4 separate regions of the Mus musculus genome follow, and all the other regions are linked to region 3. The links are chromatin contacts, called in public HiChIP or PLAC-seq and promoter capture Hi-C maps. All regions are on one chromosome and are shown on one strand. Each heading gives the region's core, a stretch centred on a gene start, on an enhancer-like site or on the middle of the called end of the contact. The rest is flanking DNA. Distances are from core to core; before and after follow the strand shown. Region 1 overlaps Dlg2 (discs large MAGUK scaffold protein 2). Region 2 overlaps Dlg2 (discs large MAGUK scaffold protein 2). Region 3 holds the start of Ccdc90b (coiled-coil domain containing 90B). Region 4 holds the start of 4930567K12Rik (RIKEN cDNA 4930567K12 gene).

Region 1 (2,775 bases), core at 219-2,718, 280 kb before region 3:
AGGTGAATTAACGGAGTCTTAATAATCGCCAAGGTCTTCTTGTTAGTAAAAGGCATGATTAATCCCAAAACCGGGTTCCCTCTCCTAGAGTTCTACTCTGCTCTGCTCTCTGTTTCTTCTAGTAGCTGAGAGCTGTTAAGACTGCTACACGAAGTCAAGACTGTGAAGGAATGTGCTGCCCCGCCCCCCAGCTCACTTGGGGGTGCTCATTCCTTGTGCCAAGGTTCTTTCCTTCTCTCAGATTCAAAGCACACAGGCTCGAATCATGGATGCAAGCATCTGGGCACCATTAGACGCTGGTAGATTAAACAGAATACTCCTTTTTAGCCTGGGTTTTCTTGTTCAACCTTGACAAATTGCAAAGGAAATCAGAGCCCAGCAGAGCCCCCTCTCACTGAGGCGTGTGTGCTGCGCAGACCTCTCACCTCTCCTCCTGAGTGTCTGTCAGCACTGAGAGAATCCTGACAGATGACGCCACTAATATAACAGAAAATGGCAGCAGAACTGGAATTGAACAGTACCATTCTGAGCTCCAGGTAACTATGGATCTTGTAGGAGGATCTTGTGGGTCATTTAACTTTTATCAAGAAGGGACCAAACATTCCAAACTGTGGTTGCCTTTTGCTTATTCCTGTTTGGCCTGGCAGGTGTACTTTACAATAGGGAAGGAGAGGCTAAATCAGAGGGTTTTAGACATAAACTTGTTTGCATACTATTTGATATTTGTGAGTAATGTGAGGTTATGCACATGCAGAGGCAAGCGGATTTCTGAGTTCGAGGCCAGCCTGGTCTACAAAGTGAGTTCCAGGACAGCCAGGGCTACACAGAGAAACCCTGTCTCAAAAAAACAAACAGACAAACAAAAAACAAAAACAAAAAAAAACCAAAAAAACAAAAACAAAAAAAAAAACAAAAGAAAGAAAGAAAAAGAAAAAGAAAAAAGAAAAAAAAAGAACAAGAAATGACAGTCATTACCAAGAGCCAATTGTTCTGATCCACAAGCTCTCTGGAAACCTTCCCAATATATCTTAAGATAGGCACCATCATTGTGGCCATTTTGCTTATAAGAAAATTGAGCCAAGAATGGATAAGAACTTACCTAACAATACATAGCTGGTACATGGTTGGGCCAAGAAGTTGATAACCATCTATATATCCCAAATCTTAAGCATTCTGATATCATTAACCCTCATGTCAAAATTGAAAAAAAAAAATCTGAACTGCCAAATGAGTGATTACAATTGATTTACTAATTTCTTAAATGCTTAGTGGATTTTTATATGGCACATACACTAAGCACATTTCCTACAGGACACACTTTTCTGTAAAAAGGAGTTTAGCAAAATTCTGGTCGTTACTTCTCTTCAGTCAATACTGGTTGATCTGACGGCAGCAGCGTGCTCAGGGGCACTCACTTTGAACCCTGAAGCCTCCCAGTCACTGTATCTGCTCTAGGAGCAAACCTTCCCTTCCGATGGATACCCCCCTTGCTTGTCGCTGCCTCCACTGCTGATCTTATCCACTTCATCTGGAACTCCATAGGCTTGCTCATGTAATTTAATTTGTTTTTCGCTGGCATACAAAATAATGGATTTCATTATGGCACTTCCTTCATGGTTGTTACTGTGTCTTGTTTATGGTTTCTTCTTGCTCCTCCCTCACCATCTGGTCTCCTTCCTCCCTCTCTATAGTTTCTCCTTTGCTTTCATGTACCGTTGGCGTTAGAAGTCTCAGAATATAAGGGGGTGGGGGTAGACAGCAAAGGTACCTGGGCTTCCCATGCACAGGGCACAAAGTTCGCTGAAGTCAGTGTTTCCTGACTCCCCTCTGAACACTTCACTTAGCAGTTACTTTTCAGTGCCCTCTTGCTAGTTTCAAAGGCACAAGAAGTATGAAATGATTTATGGTTTTAGCATTCACGGGATGCCCTTTGCAAGCAAGGCAGTGCAGGATAGAGTGTTGCTTCCTTACTGTGGAGTCCTACCTTAGCATTATCATACTTAACATCCTTGTAATCTCACATTCTTTCTGTAAGCAAATCCATTCAGGTTCTGGCGTGCTCTAAGATATATGGTGTAAAGATTAGTATGTTTTTAAAATCTCAGTTGAATGTTCAGAGGTTTGAAATCAAGAGCGTTACGAATTTGTCTGAAAAATACCCCAAAGGAGAGAACAGAGGCAGGAGGGAAGCAGTTAAGGGAAGAAATTGGTTTGATAAGAGTGGGTTTATTAGCTGTTTGTGGTTTAGCTTGGTGAGTGGACATTCAATACCTTTTGATAAGACATCAAGATTGGCATCTCACAGTCTACATAAATGTAGACTAAAGCATTTCTAACTATAAGCTTGGTTCATCTCTATGAATTTGAAAACATGCAACCTCCCCCACCCTCATCCCATGTGTATCTGTAAACTCATTGTTTGTGAATTCGATAAATTATGTGAGCCTCTGTCTTCACTTTCCAAAGGTAAAAGAGAAGTACCTTTGAATACAAGTTGTATGATTGAGCTGAGAGTCAAAATGCTAAGGCAGGGATGAGAGAGATGCTAGATAAGGCAAAGGCACTAAAAGTTAGGAGCTACAGAGAACTTAAGCACTGTATGTAAAGGAAGGCATCCAGCAAAAGAATATGGCAGAAAGTATTCGGAGTATCTAATGAGCCATAAAGCAATGCAAATGAGCTTTATTATTAAGGCAAGTATCCTGTCATAATACATGCTGTAGTAGTGTGATCCTAATGAGAACCTTTAAGAGAGGCTATTGATGTTCTTAATTG
Region 2 (3,027 bases), core at 491-2,990, 300 kb before region 3:
AGGAAAGCACTCTAAGATGAATGGTAATTAAGAGAGAGTACAGATGTTTTCTTAGTCACTGAGATTTAGGCTATTTCCTGAAAAGTGCTTTCCAGATGCCAGGTCTCACCTTCCTTTATCCATGCAGTCTAGCCTAGTGTGGTTATTGGCCTTACTTCACAGGGGTTAACTAACTTGTCCACGTCATACAACAGAGCTTCAGCTTTCTCCAGCAGGCATGTGTTCCTTCATATGTACATTCATGATCAGAATCTGAGTTTATGGCCCATGGGTAGCTATAGGTGTTCTCTTGGCCTGGTATTATTTTGTAGTGAGGAAAATGGAAGGAAAGATAAAGATGAGAGGAGGACACACAGAATCGTCAACTATTATGAATGGTGGTGAGCCTGAGCCAGAGTTTACTGATTAGACTCATGAAGCAGGTAAACAAGGGTAGGCACAGAGCAGAGCCCTGGGAAAGGGGAGCTTCAGTTTATGATGGAGTGTGGGAGCTTGGGGAAAATGTTAGTGGTAAAGGAGGGATTAGAACTTGTTCTCAGGCTGCCACTAACTACTGGGTATCAGCCTTTCATCTAGACAGTGCACCTCACTCATGCTTTCTCCCTTCATCCCTAATAATGGGGTGAATGAGGTAGGAGAATCAACCTAAGAGATTTCTTTATCAACTCACCCAATTGACTCTTCATGTCAGGTCATAAATGTAGGCTTTAAGACATCTTCATTGCAATTGTAGCAGCAGGAGAGCAGGAGAATAAGAGAAATCTCAGTGCAGGTGTTCCAACAAAGGGCTATGGGAATGCAGGTGAAAGAGCAAGGCTTGGCAACTGAGGCTTCCTGGTGTGCTGATTGAAGAAGAGGCTTGTGCACTGGGCCTGGAGGGTAAGTAGGATTGCAGAAGGCTCTCAGGAGGCAGCACGTGAGAGAGGCCCTGTAGAGAGACCTGGAGGTGTGAAAATGTAACTGTCACAGTTTTACCTGTTGATGAGGGTTAAGTGAGGACTCAGTGGTGGTGGAGGCTGGCTTTTTAGTCAAGCGACCTGGGCTTGGTGAGCTGACCATCACTAGCCGAGGTTGCCTTTGTGTACATCTGACCCTCTATTCGCACAGCAATATTTTGATTTACTAAAGGCTTCTAAAATACAACAAAATGTAGTTTTAATGGGATGCATTAGAAGATCAATGTGTTCCATTATGGAGTAGGGGAGGGGGAGGGGGAGAGAGAAAAAAAAACATTGATTTTCCTTGAAAAAAAATTGTTAACGTGCTTGAAGCAGAAGGATGAATAAATGTCTACTGGAAGGGATTCTAACCAATGGGACAAAGTGCCTATGTTCTCTACCATTCGTTCTCCTTGACTTTCTCATCAAGGAGAACAAGTAGACAGGAGAATGAATGCCAGGATCTGGAAGGAATGTTGATGACCTTGCTTCCTGTACTACCTATGGAAGCTAGAAGAGATGAAAGGAAGATGGACCAGGACCAATCTAGAAAATGATTGGCAGAAAGGCCCTGAGGCACAAAGAGAGTACTGGTTATCTACGGAGCTCCAACCAGGCCTGGCATTATAGTCCCCTAGAGTAATGTTCATTCAAGCAGATTGACCATTTTTTTCACAGTGATATTTCATTGGAATGGGATTTTGCTGGAAATGGATTTGGTGATGACTCTTAATGAGTGTCACCCTGCTGACTTGATCGGGGCTGTGTTCTGCCAGCCATCTGTTAGCATTGCACAGCGCCCTGAAGCATGTGCCATAAGTGAGTCCCTGTCCTGTGTGGTCTTGGCAGTTATGGTCAGAGGGGCAGAGTGCATTGTGACAGCCTCTTAGAATTCACGTTGCAACTATAGAATTTCTATGGAAATCCTCTGTTTTAGCACCTTTGATGACATGCCAGGGCTTGAATTAACACAAGTGCCCCAGATCAGTACCAAATCACTACATATCAAAGCCATGGAAATAAATACTTTATCAGGCTGAGTTACTCAATCCTTTAGGATCTGAATTTAAGGAATGAAGCTTTAACAATAATGGTAGTTGGCTAATAGGCCAGAGCATATGGGTACCGGGAGCTGTTTTGATATCTGCAATTGATTACAAACATCTTAAATTAATTTTTTCAGGAAATTGAACAATAAAAATCAAAGCTCTTAAGACCTTCCTGAGGATCTAAGTTACTGCTTCTTTAGCATTCACATGACTGTGTGCACATACCCATAAATTCCCAGAGTTACAGGGCAATTACTGCTGAGGTCTGGGCAGAGAAATGGGATTTAACCATCTGCTCTCAAAACATGTCCCAGCCAACCCAGAATATTCACTCTGACAAACCCTCCTACAACACCAGAGCTATGCTTTTTCTGAATAAACATATTTTGCCAGAAAGCCTGAAACAATATCTATCCCATAATGCTCATAGTCAGTACTGTCATTCCAATAACAAGCCAAGTGTACTGTCAGGTGTGTGGCTGTTATCTTCACTTCTTCCCATTTTTTCACTTTCTCCACCTACCCAGCAAACATGTATTGATCTGTCTAGATTTGGAAATGCAGTAATATGAAAGTAGGTGCTAGTATTCTAGTCCTCAGTGGCAAGGGACAGAGAAGTCACTACAGTACAGTTTGGTGGCAGGTGAGAGGGTGAAGAGAAGCACTGAGTAGATGACTGGAGGAAAAAAGAGAGCATCTACCCTATGTCAGGTCACCTTGGGATACAGGTTGCCATCCATCTCACATAGGCCTATCACAGAACATCTGTGTGGTTTTTGAGGCTTTTGTTGATGATGGTGGTGATGATGATGATGATGATGGTATTTTTTCTTTGTTTGTTTGTACAGGCCCAGCCTAGTCAGCCCCCAAGATCTCATATCTATATTCTTATCCCTAGGTGCTTACAAATTCTAGGACCAAAGTCTTGGACTATCATAAATGTGTTAGTTTCCAGCCTACCCTAACCTCATTCTCAAAGCCCTAAGGAAAGTCTACCACATATTCAATTATCAATTTCCACCCCTCCAGGAATTTTTAAC
Region 3 (3,109 bases), core at 8-2,507:
GTTTCCTTATTCTCTACCTTCTCCTGTTTTTCTATTACAAGTTCTTGTGAAAAAATATAAAAGCAAAATTCTGGGCCTTTAGGCCCAGGCTTGGGAATGTGACTCAATGCTCCAAGGTATGCTAGTCATAAAACAGACATTCCTCTACCCACCGCTTCCTGGGTTCAAAGAGTGTTCATTCAAAGAAAGTTACCCTGACCCCCCCCCCCTGACCATTGCTGGAACCCGCTATGCAAATGTGCCATTGTTAGGGGCTCTTAGAAACTGTCTTGAGAGATAACCCGAACAATTACCAGGTATTCCTTGTGACTCTTGTGACTTTGCACTTCCTTTTGACTCTTAACTGGTATCTTTGGTATTTTCCAACAATGCCTTCCCCACTTCCTTGAGTTGTGGTTTCTTCCTTTAAATACCCCCTTACCCAGCTACTTGGGGCGCCAGGGACCTCTACCCCTGCGTGGTGTATTACTGTGGTCCCGAGAGCACTCTTGAATTAAAAGTCCTCTTGCAGTTTGCAGCAAGACCGTTTCTCATGCGTGATTTGGGGTGTCGCCTCTCCTGAGTCAGAACGTGGGGGAGTCCTCATGTTGTGGGTCTTTCACTTGGAGAGCAGAAATCCTTATAATCCCCACATAGCCTGGGAAAAAAATCCTGTACAGTAAGAACTTAAATTGTTGTTGGAATTCTTTCTTTGTTCTTCGAATTATTAATCTTTAAACCTAGCTGGCATTCAGATATTTCTGAAAATGAAATTGGAAAATATTTTAAAGTCTAGAGTGCTTCGCTTGAATACCAGGGACCCACCTGGCAGCCCAGGAGAACTGTCTCTCCTGTCTCTGTCCCTAGTACCCACGACAGAATCATTTTAATTTCCTTCTATGTGTAATCTACTAAAGTGCTTGCTGGTGGGAACCAAGTTTTGTTTTTAATGAGCTTCAGTGCTTGAAATGGTGGCTGGTGGGTAGCTGATTCCCACAAAGTTGCAATCTGGGTAAGCGACAGACTAGTTAGTACATTGCTTTCAAGGTTTTACCAGGTGGGGCAATGACTTTGGTAACTGAAGTTGGAGAATGTTAAATCATGAACAATGCCGACCCAGGAAATGGAGAATTTTCGTTTCCCTGAAGAAAAGGCCTAAAACAGTTGGTCCTCCAGTGCACCAGAGGGCCAAGCAGAGAGACGCGAAACTGCAAGTGTGTGATACGCTTTGGACTTCCACGGGCACTGGTCGATGCTACAACGCGGTCTCATCCCCACAATCCTCAGCAGCAAGGACTGCGGGTCCCATGATGCTATGCTGCTACGCTGGATTCGGTCTGGGAAGCTTGCTGCGGGACTAACTCGCCGCCCGCAAATGGGCGCCAGAAGGTTCTCCAAGACCCCGCTTTCTTAGGGCGGTAAAGGCGGGAAGAGATGGGAAAAGGGCGATGTGCTAGGGGGATAAGCTCTGAGTCGTGTTAAGTGTGGCTCTGTGAAGAGGCCTAGCTTTGTAGAAGAAAAACCTCTCAAGTAGGTGCTTTGGTGACAGACCGGAAACTACATTTCCCAGCATCCTGATGGTGAGAGGACTTCATTGTCCGAAAGCCTCAGCGAAAATCAACGCGTATTCCGCTTCCCCTTGCTGACCTGCGGGGCTCCGAGACTATGAGGAGCCGCTGGATTTGGCGGTTCCTGCGCCCTGACGGCGGCGGAATCCGCTGGACTTCAACTCCTCATGGGCGTCTGTCACCCGCCCTGCGGAGAGGTGAGACGAAGACTCGCTCAGGGAGAAGGTTCGGGCGGGTGTGCCCGCTCAGGCGTCCGCGAGAGTGACACACCCCCTGCAGGGCCCCGCCCACCCGCGCAGAGCCACCCGCGAGCTCCGGGGATGGTGGGTCTTGGGCGTTCCAGACAGGGTCTGGCTGGAGGGCTTCCTTCCTCCTAGACCCAGCCCCTGCGGACCTGCGCCTCCTCTCGGCTTGAGTTGGTGGGGGCGCGGGGCGGGGTTCCGTCTCCATTTATGAACTCTTAGGTAGTTTGCGGGTGTTCTGATTTACAAATCACATAGTAGGGTTTTGTTTTGTTTTTTAAGTGTCCTGGAACCTATGCGTTTCCAAACACTTTGTTAGTCTGTATATCCTGGAGAATATCTTACTTTACTCTGAGAACTATTTCCAAGGCTTTTTTTTATACTTGTGCTTTTCAGTTTTTCCGCCGTAAAAGGCATCCCAACCTCCACATTTCGTTCTTCCTGGATCTGTGTATGATGATAAACTGAGTTATTCAGTACCCAAAAACACTTCTCCGCCCTCCACACTTGTGTGGTTTTGTTGTTTGCCACTGTTTTGTTTTCACCCTGTTATTTAATTGTATTTGTTCCGCTGACTTTCAATCAAGGCTGCCCTTGCAAGGCTACTGTTTAGCTGCTAGAATTAGTCACATCTTTGAATCCATATTTAGGTAGTTATTATAAATACACATTCTGGTGGACTTTTCAGAAAAGGGTGGCGAGGTGGGTCCACTGGTAGAAACTTGTGCTGCACACAAGCATAACAACACAAAGTTGAACCCCCAGCCACTTCCAGGTTCAATAAAAGCTGCCCTATCAAAGACTTAGGAAGGGCATGACAGAGCAGGATACAAAGACCTCCTCTGTTCTCTCCTTAGGTATGTGTGCCCTCACACACAAAGGGGTAGCATTGTTTTGAATCTGATGAAATAATTCAAATCTCAACTTATCTGTGTACTTTTACCAAAAATATAACACCCCAGAAAAATGTTAATATTTTGGTACAATTTTCAAGTTATTCCACTTGAAGTCTGGTTACTCTTGAGGAAATCTTGTCTCCCCTTAAAATTAGTGCATGGTTTGTGTCCCTGTTCAGTGTAACAAGTATTTACTGCTTACTATAGACAAATGTCAATAGTCTAGCAAATTTGAAAGTTGGTCCTTATCCCATGGAAATACCACAGTATAGTTATTTTCAAGTAGATGGTGAGATGCAGAGGAAGCCGTGATTTGTCTACGTTTTTGTCGATGGTGCTGCAGTCTTCATTTGTTACTATCCACACTTAGCAGTACATCAGAAACACTACAGATGATTGATTCTTCTAAGTACAGATTGCCAAG
Region 4 (2,959 bases), core at 107-2,606, 440 kb before region 3:
CTGTGATGATCTGGATCAATACTTAGGACTTGTGTTGAAAAGTAGATAAGAACAAAATAAAAAGGCAGCTTCAAGGGAAAATAGACTCATAAGTATCATTCCTCAACAGTAGTGGTAAATGTAATCTGATTGTAAGCCTTTGTATCCATTTAGATGAAACAATGAGATTAGAAAAACCTAATTAGTGAATTAATGAGCCTAATAGATGGCACTTAGGGATAAGTAGAAAGAACCTTCTTTGCTGCTTTCAAATCCATGTGTTGTTTTGTGTTTAAGGTAGACAACTTAATTTAACAACATTCATTTGGAAATGGAATATAATATGAAAATTAGACTGGGCAATAAAAGAAACACAAACTTCACATTCAGTCATTAAAACTGCTTCACGCTATAATTTCTAATTTTGTTATGTTTACCTGTAATGACTTAAAAAATCATGCGGACCTTACTGTAGGCTTTAAAAAGAAACATCAACATTTCTACCACACCCAGTCATAGTACTGTAGCCCTTTAAAACATCTTTTAGTATTTGGTTATGTGATTTATCATAACCAATTTTCTATAAGGTTATATATCTTTACTATTGATTTTTTTATGAAGAAATTGGAATATATATAAACAGCCTTCTGAAACTTTCTTCTGACTTAGCAATGTATCATGAACATTTTTCAACTTCAGAATCTTAGAGTATATGTTGTTGCTTTTAATGGATGTATATGCTTTGCTAAATAAATATTTCATAATCTGTTTATTCAATTCAATGTTGATGGCCATTAACAGTAGGTTAATTCAGTAAAAACATGTCAGCAATCTAGAAACCACATACATACCAAAAGAGAATTTTGGAAGATGAATAAAGCACTTCCTGGCAGTCTCCTTATTTTAATATTAAACTGATAGGGCTGGAAGGTGACTCAGAGGACAGAATGTTCATCAACTTCAGAGGTTAAATTATTACCAGAATCCACCAACGATTGCCTTGAATTTTACTCTAATTAAAATCAGTCTCAGAGAACACACCCATTTCAGCCCAGGATGGGGTGTTTGAAGAGAGAGAACAGAAGGTGACAGATACAGTGTATCTTTTAGCAGTACAGTCTCACTCTTTGCCTGGCATTGTGAGGGAAAACAAACATGAGGATTCTTGGCAGTAGTGTTTCCAAGGTTACAAGCCTGTGCAGTTGTACCTTCATGGATACCACCAATACACCTAGAGCCCTACACAGTTTACCCTTGTATTACACAGATGCTTCCATGAAACAAACAAACAAATGATGGACATGACCTTGGAATGACAGTGAAGTTGTGATGCGTTTTTCAGACTACCGTTCTCATGCTTATATACTCTCCCTCAAGTCTATGTGTTAAGGGGAGATAGTCTGGGGCTGTTCTACTGCATCATAACTGGTGAGTGCCCCCCCAAAACCCAGAAAGTTTGTCAAATAACAAAGTTCTGACACAACATAGAGAAAATAAAGAGCTACATCACCAAGGGATAGCCCACATCTGACTAATCATCTATCAGCATAGAGCTTTGCAGAAGTGAAGATTCTTAAGCCCTACCCTCAAAGAGTCTGTTTCCATGACTACAGTACTCCCCCCCTCCCCCCAGGAAGACAAAGTCATGAAAAGGCGTCTTAACCGTACCTGGTTTATTATAAGTAAATTGTAATTAATTGGCAAATAAAATTTGATGATTTTAAATAAAATGATGTGATCTAATGGTTATAAACATTTATTAATTGAAGGACTATTACCTAGCCTCTACATAGTGTTCTAACTATTAAGGGGATGGAGGTAAAGAGATAAAATTTTTATTCAAGGGAAGATTTTTTGATATGTGAGGCAAGTTACCAAATAGGTCTGAATTCTGTAAATTAAAACACAAGTCTTTCCAAGACAGGCAAAGAGGTTAAGTTTGAGGGAGCATAATCAAAATGCTCTAAGAAACTGGCACATAAGCTGAGAATTGGGAAAAGAACTGACCAGATATGAGAATGGCCAAAGAATATGTCAGCTGTCCAGATCTCTGGCATAGATACCCAGAGCCTGAAGGAACTTATACTGAGGCCAAACAGAATGAAGTCCCTTGTGGGAAAACAGCAAAGAGTGATATGAAATGGAATAGAGGGATGGGCAGGGATCAAGGCCAGGACTTTGGATTTATTCAAATCAAATGAACAAGAAGCCAATATGAACTAACCAGTACCCCCAGAACTCCCTGGGACTAAACCACCAAACAAAGAAAACGATGGTGGGACTCATGGCTCTAGCTGCATATGTAGCAGAAGATGGCCTAGTCGGTCATCAATGGGAGGAGAGGCCCTTGGTCCTGTGAAGGTTCTATGCCCCAGTATCGGGGAATGCCAGGGCCAGGAAGAGGGAATGGGTGGGTTGGGGAGCAGGGGAAGGGGGAGGAGGATAGGGGATTTTTCGGAGGGGAAACTAAAGAAGGGGATAACATTTGACCAGTAAATAAAGAAAATATCTAATAAAAAAAAAAGAAGCCAATTAAAAGATGGTAAGGGAAGGAAAGATGTGGACTTTATGTGAACTTTATATCTAACTGGTTAAATAGAAATGATGTGAGCATGAAGCAATCCCAGGCACAGTAGAAATTCATAGGCTCCTGCTACATCCCAAGAACAACTGCTTGGCTGCCAAAGGTGGAGTGTATCAGCAAAAGAGTAACAGGGTCTCTCGCTAGATGAAATAGAGCTGCAGATGGGTTACAGGAGAAGAGGAGAGAGGAGATAGGAATAAGTCTTTGTTGAGGAGCTAAAGTGGTGGATGTGGTATTGTTATCTGTTAAAAGTAAAGGAGAAAGCAGTCAGGTTCAGGAGAAAATTGCTTGACTTTGAGCACAAGTTTGAAATCTTCAGTGTCCAAATGAAAATATATAGTAAATATAGAGATTTATAAGCCTCTAGTTAAACTCATCAGCACTGGAGATGGTGAC

The links. Promoter capture Hi-C pulls out the DNA fragments that hold promoters and counts their contacts. HiChIP or PLAC-seq counts read pairs in DNA pulled down with a chosen protein or histone mark.
Region 1: a contact with region 3 is called in a promoter capture Hi-C map of frontonasal cranial neural crest, with 5 times the contacts expected there. The contact joins the enhancer-like site here to the promoter of Ccdc90b in region 3. A contact is called at or near these places in 8 of 39 promoter capture datasets (the 3T3-L1 cell line, 3T3-L1-derived adipocytes, the C10 cell line and 3 more).
Region 2: a contact with region 3 is called in a promoter capture Hi-C map of hippocampal neurons, with 4 times the contacts expected there. The contact joins the enhancer-like site here to the promoter of Ccdc90b in region 3. A contact is called at or near these places in 9 of 39 promoter capture datasets (the 3T3-L1 cell line, 3T3-L1-derived adipocytes, the C10 cell line and 4 more).
Region 4: an H3K4me3 HiChIP or PLAC-seq map of forebrain shows a contact between it and region 3, with 13 times the contacts expected there. The contact joins the promoter of 4930567K12Rik here to the promoter of Ccdc90b in region 3. A contact is called at or near these places in 14 of 39 promoter capture datasets (the C10 cell line, cancer-associated fibroblasts, cranial neural crest and 9 more), 2 of 15 datasets of contacts at CTCF or cohesin (large pre-B cells and pro-B cells), 50 of 484 Hi-C or Micro-C datasets (B cells, the C2C12 cell line, the HL-1 cell line and 38 more), 18 of 115 datasets of contacts at active chromatin or transcription factors (acute myeloid leukemia, astrocytes, cardiomyocytes and 13 more) and 3 of 9 other capture datasets (adipose tissue, liver and macrophages).

What each region holds. Positions count from the first base shown.
Region 1 is chr7:92,280,888-92,283,662 of GRCm38.p6, forward strand. The region is part of intron 13 of Dlg2 (discs large MAGUK scaffold protein 2); the gene reads left to right. Among named protein-coding and RNA genes, the nearest start is that of 4930567K12Rik, 160 kb to the left of the region's middle. Within about 2 kb of position 1,469, at least 9 of the 459 cell types and tissues checked have an H3K27ac peak or open chromatin away from gene starts, as enhancers often do.
Region 2 is chr7:92,262,896-92,265,922 of GRCm38.p6, forward strand. All of the region lies in intron 13 of Dlg2 (discs large MAGUK scaffold protein 2), which reads left to right. Among named protein-coding and RNA genes, the nearest start is that of 4930567K12Rik, 140 kb to the left of the region's middle. Within about 2 kb of position 1,741, at least 16 of the 459 cell types and tissues checked have an H3K27ac peak or open chromatin away from gene starts, as enhancers often do. A contact at or near this core is called in hippocampal neurons, where this site is marked.
Region 3 is chr7:92,559,892-92,563,000 of GRCm38.p6, forward strand. Ccdc90b (coiled-coil domain containing 90B) reads left to right here and starts at 1,258. Exons shown (of 9, transcript NM_025515.3): 1 at 1,258-1,744. The coding sequence starts at 1,645.
Region 4 is chr7:92,118,155-92,121,113 of GRCm38.p6, forward strand. 4930567K12Rik (RIKEN cDNA 4930567K12 gene) reads right to left here and starts at 1,357. Exons shown (of 7, transcript NR_131016.1): 1 at 831-1,357. All of the region lies in intron 12 of Dlg2 (discs large MAGUK scaffold protein 2), which reads left to right.